Regions from separate parts of the Zea mays genome. Here region 2 is linked to region 1. Evidence: chromatin contacts called from public Hi-C data. All regions are on one chromosome and are shown on one strand. Each heading gives the region's core, a stretch centred on a gene start, on an enhancer-like site or on the middle of the called end of the contact. The rest is flanking DNA. Distances are from core to core; before and after follow the strand shown.

What was found. Hi-C and Micro-C count contacts between places; a contact is called where the count stands out from the background.
Region 2: a Hi-C map of bundle sheath shows a contact between it and region 1, with 4 times the contacts expected there. The contact joins the promoter of LOC103626441 here to the promoter of LOC100274600 in region 1. A contact is called at or near these places in 11 of 25 Hi-C or Micro-C datasets (bundle sheath, ear, leaf and 3 more).

What each region holds. Positions count from the first base shown.
Region 1 is chr5:61,583,773-61,586,808 of Zm-B73-REFERENCE-NAM-5.0, reverse strand. LOC100274600 reads right to left here and starts at 1,769. Exons shown (of 5, transcript NM_001148952.1): 1 at 1,357-1,769; 2 at 1,048-1,232; 3 at 703-943. The coding sequence starts at 1,636. It also overlaps the pseudogene LOC103626440.
Region 2 is chr5:61,837,345-61,840,044 of Zm-B73-REFERENCE-NAM-5.0, reverse strand. LOC103626441 reads right to left here and starts at 1,383. Exons shown (of 3, transcript XM_008646849.4): 1 at 654-1,383; 2 at 255-335; 3 at 1-82. The coding sequence starts at 1,383.

The DNA of each region.
Region 1 (3,036 bases), core at 520-3,019:
TAGTATTGAATACATACTCCCTCGGTCCCAAAATAGTAGTTGTTTTAGCTCTTGGTTTTTATGTCTATATTCAAAGAATCTAGACACATATACAAATCATATACATCAAGTGTTGTATGAACTCACTAATTTGCTAAAACGAATTTTATTTTAGGACAGAGGGAGTATTATTATGTAGCAAGATATGTTTGCAATCTATACATAGTTACACACCATGACACCAGCAACATAATAGCAAACATTTTACCTATTGTATGTATATTTATACATGACACAGAGATATCTCGCCATACATTCCAAACTTAGCTTACTTCTCTGGTTTATACCATACAAATGCAGGATGGACTGAGATAGTTATTCAATATAATTTTTGCCAAGAAGGTACCGTACTACTATCCTAACCCCATAATAATAATAAACTTATGTTCCACAGGATTTACTTCTTTCTCTTTGGACATGTTCTTATAACATGAATAACAGAAGGTAACATAACACTTAGTCTGATGTTGTCACAAGCCAAGTAACCAATCATGAATAACAATGCACCGTGAATACTAATGTGAATGGAGCAGAAACTCATCAAGAACTATACAACTAGCAACAGAGAAGCCATGCAGTAAACATCACCAATCTATGTGTTTTGAAAACATTGTTCTCTACCAATCAGACACCTGTGGGCGTTAGAAGATTGAGCTCACTCACCATCCCACCCATATGGAGCAGGTTCCTTCTCCCACTTCTTGTACTTGGCTTCTGCAGTCTCCTGCGTGTCGAGCATGTACGCCATTTTCATATCAAGCCCATTCGAGTCCAGCAGCTTCCCAATCTTCTTCTTCCTGTCGTCTAACCACTTCTGCTTAGAAACACCTCGGCTCTCGCCACGAGGCTCCATCCTTTTCTTCTCGGCAACCATCGCCTGCTGGTTCGCTTTCCGTGCTTCATTCTGCGGAACGTTAGACAACAACAAAATGGATGAATGAATTGATATACCAAACAGCGTGGCAATAGCCCGGATGCAGTGGTAGGTAAATCAGCCGCTCGTCGTACCATCTTAAGCCGCAGCTCGAACAACTTCTTCTGCTTCTCCGTCATCTGCGGGTAGCCGTCATCCGGACCTGCGCCCTCCTGTTCGTCGGAATCGTTATCTATAGGCCGATGCTGCTCCACGGCATCAGACATGCCGGCGGCGGCAAACACATCAGCTGGTGGCTGTCGCTCCTCACGCTCCAGCCCTAATAACAAGAAGTCAACCGAGTACCAGGTAAGCGGACAGCAACGCTCGGATTTTGAAGCAATAATAAACAGATAGAAGGGCTTCACGACGATTCGAATTAACGGGGAAGGAATCACCCGCACCGCAGGCAGGGGATTTAGCGTCGGCGATGCGCTTGAAGCAGTAGTCGGAGCACTCGTGGTAAGGGTTGGAGGCATTGATGCAGTCCGGGTGGACGGTGCGCTGCTCGGGCGGGCGCTTCCACGAGTCAGGGAGCTCGTCGTCGAGGCGCTGCCTGGCCTCGGCGATCTTGCGGAGGCAGTAGTCGGAGCACTCGTGGTACGGGTTGGACGAGTTGATACACTCCGACCGCGATTTACTCCCCTCCGCCGCCGGCCCCGCCGCCACGCCCTCCTTCCCCATCGACGAGCCCGGATCTGGACGGGACGGCGGAACCCTAGGATAGCTTTGGATCGATTCCGTCTGAGATATTGGCTGGGATCGGGAAGCGATTGGAGAAGGGGAGACGACAGGAAGGAGACGGGCAGGGCGGCGGCGACTGCGTGCGAGCCCGTGGCCGTGGATACTGGGAGAGGATGAAAGTGGCGCGGGCCTGCGCGCCCAGGCGGCCCGCTCTGCAAAATAGGCAAAGGAAAACGGCGTTGGTGGGCTCAAGTGGCATCCAACCAATACTGTAGCCTATGTTTGGATTTTTTGGATATCTAGTATTCACTTATATCTCAATATATTAGATTGGTTAGAGCATCTCCAAGAGACTAGCTAAATGGCTCAGCAAGCCAAATTTTAGCTATTCAACAACAAAATAACTCTCCAACAGACTAGTTATCTAACTCGTCAAGCTATCCGACTCTCCAAATTGGCTCCCTCACTAGCCAAATTTAGCTAGCCACCTGACTAATCAAACTAGATAGATAATCTGTTGGAATGGAGATGCTACATATAGAGTATATTTTTTATGAAAAGGTAAATATAGAGTTAAATAGAGAGTCAAAAATGAAGATTCTTTTGGAGATGCTCTTAAGAGCATCTTCAAGAGACTAGCTAAATGACTCGCCAAGCTAAATTTTAGCTACTCAATAGTAAATTAAATCTCCAACAGACTAGCTATCTGACTCGCAAGCTATCTGACTCTGTAAATTGGCTCTCTCACTAGCTAATTTTGGCTAGCCACCTGACTAGCCAAACTAGATAGATAGTCTGTTGGACTGAGATGTTATATATAAAGTGTAATCTTTATAAAAACGTAAATAGATAGTCAAATAGAGAGTAAAAAATGAAGAGTCTCTTGAAGATGCTCTAATATCACAGTACAAGAGTAGAGGGCATTTAATCTTGTTAATAGATGCTAATAGATCGTGTTAAAATAAAACATGTCTACTAGCTAAGACTTCAAACATACCTAACTAATTGGTAGTATTAGCTAATTATTTAATGCATAATTGTTAGCCCAGTGGCAACATTAGCCGTGAGAATGGCCTGAGTCACATCTCACCACATCCGCGACCGCCCGACCGCGACGCTGAAGGGGAACGCCTCGCCGCCACCGGCGACAGCTGGCGCGAGAGGCTCCGTCGACGGACCTGCTACTCGCTTCCTTCATCGCCACCTCGGATGGCAGGCCCCGTTGAAGCACACACACTGGCTGCCTCAGCACCACCTCCGACGCCAAACCCTAACCTGGACTGGCGGGTTCGACACCCACCCAGGCACCATCGCCTACCCTAAGGTACTCTCCGTCCAATCCCCGTCCACCTTCTGTGAATCAAGTTAGACATGACAAATCAATCAAGCACGTTGATATC
Region 2 (2,700 bases), core at 134-2,633, 250 kb before region 1:
AAACTGAAGCCTAGCAATGAGGACGCGCCAGTCATGCTCAGGCGACGCGCCACGCCGCCTCCGTTGGCTGTTGGTTTGGCCACTGACCAAGTGAACGGCAGCAGAAAGTTCAGGTAAGACTGGGCTAGTATCCTTGTATTCTTTCTTTTTTATCAGAAACAGAAGTTTGGAGCAAGAAAAAAAAATCTGTATTGAACGTCTCTTTATATAGGTACTGTGTGTGGTAGCAGTTAGCAGTGAAGTGGCAGCAGTACCTGAAGAAGAGGAGGAGGAGGTGGAGGAAGCGCTGCCGGTGGAAGCTGAAGATGCAGCAGTACTGCCGTCAGTGGCTGAGCCTGCAAGCGAAATGAGATCGAGATCATTCAGGATTTCAGGTTCAGCATCATCACAGTGTGTGCTCCTACAACTGTACGTAGTTAACTAGCGATCCGAGCTTATCATCTGAGACGTGATCACAAGATGAGCTGCTGCGGAGATGTGGCACACGATGACAGGTCATGATTCTGCTAGTAGCAGCCCAATTAATGAGATCCAGATCTTGGAGAGGTTTGGATCTCATTGTGGTAGCCAGTTGTGATCGAATGAGTACTTAGCAGCAGCAGCGGCGGCAGCGGTATGAAGGAAGACGACACGCGATCTAGCTAGCTTTATACCTCCGGCGGCGGCACAGGCGGAGGCGTCGGTGGTGACGTTGCACCGCCGGGCGAGGACCAGGCCCTGCTCGGGCGCCACGCCGAACGCCCGCAGCGCGGCCCTGTTGAGCAGCATGGCGCAGAGGCACGCCGTCTCGTTGGCGGCCGCCTCCCTGAGCGGCCCGCAGCAGGCCGCCGCGGGCGCCGCCGTGGACGTGGAGTTGAGGTACCCCGTGCACGGCACCAGCTTCGCCGCGCACGACGGCACCGCCGTCCCCTGCGCGTCCGAGGATGGCGCCAGCGCCAGCGCCAGGCAGGCCACGGCGGCGGCCAGCAGGCGGGCGGCGTTCTGCTGCATTGCTGTGGTGGTGGTGCCCTGCTGCTGTAGACTGTAGTGCTGTCTGGTGTTGATGTGCTTCCGGGCGAGCGCGGGACGCTGGGGTTGACTACTGAGGGAGGGGGAGTGGTCTGCGGGGGGCGGGAGTTTATGGAGGGAGGGATGGCGCCGCGGCGGTGCGATCGGCTGCGGCCTCGGGTCCGCTGGGCCGGGTTGGTGGCGTGCCAGCGAGGCCGCGTGGATGGGACGACGTACGGGTGGTTGGCAGGACGCCCGTGTGCCGGAATCTATGCGCTGTCTGTCCGGGCTGCCGGCCGCGCGCGCGCATGGCGGGTGCAGTGGCGCACGGCCGCACCGCACGCACGCCCCCGCGGCCGCAACGGCACGTCGACAGCGAGGGCGTGGCGAACTCATCACGTGGGAGACAGGAGGAGACTCGTGTGATGCTGCCCAGTTGCGTTGCGTACGTTCATGTGCCAACCGGCACGTTACACTTACAACGGCACCATCTGCTCTTCATATTCCGCTGCGTCCGTTTTCTCTCTCTCTCTCTGTCTCTCTCCCTTTTCTAAACCACAGCACAGACACACCACACATGTCCCCACACACATATACACGAACACAACCGTTCACCACATCTAATCACACCTCTGTGTAGGGCACATATATAAAGCCTGGACCGAATGGATCTAAGATAATAATAATAATAAAACAAAGCACAATGAATTACGTATAAATTTGAGAAAGAAGTGCGCTGTGGCTTCATACTCAAAAATAACGGGCTCCATTGATGCATGCCTAAATCTGCGATTGATGCGGGCAGGGCCCGGCCCAACGCGCGGGCCAGGCCAGGCCATGTTTCTTACGGAGAGCGACAACCGAGCCAGCGCATGATCGGAGGCGGCCCGGCCGGCAAGGGCATGTGGGCCATTTACATATATACACTTGGCTCAATCAAAACATGATAAGTATTTGCCAGGTATCACTGTTACTGTCACGAATAAATGTGGGTTTTATGACTAGCAACGTACACACACGTGCCTCCTCCTGCTCCATGCGAGAGAATAATGCATCATGCATGCTGCTAACTACAAAGATCTCTGCATACTAAACTTTTGGTCCACTAAGAGTGTCAACACTTCGTTTGTTCCATGTAATTAAGATAATGCATCATGCGACCGGAGACGATAGGTGGTGAGCCGGGAGGCGCTCCTCGCGGTGGTGATGTAAAGATAAAGCGTCGTATGTATGCTTGAACAGCAGTAGCAGTAGTGTTGGTCGAAGAAGCAAGCAGTGGAGCATCGCACTCTCACCAGCCGGCAGCAGTAGTGCTAGCTAGAATTCACGATCACGTGCGTGTCTTCTTCAGCAAATCAACGCCGTTCAGACCTAACGTAACAGAAACTCTCTCTCTCGTCGCTTTCTCTGTATCTCTCTTCGCTAGCTGCTCGCAGCAGTGGGTCACGTACCTACGCGATTATTGGCGCCGGCAAAATCTGAACTCTTGAAGCGAAAGCGAAAACCCAAACCTCCGGGCTCCGGCCGGCGCTTTCAGATCCTGTGCTGCCGTTTGCCCGTTGGTGCGTGCGTAGTGCTGAAAACGACAGATCGATGAGATGAGATGCTCGGTAGTCGGTACTGCTACGTACTACTACTACATGCATCGTTGCAGGTTCGGCGCCGGAAACTGTGCGACTGCCGGCCGGGTGGAGTACACACGTCTGTCGCCAA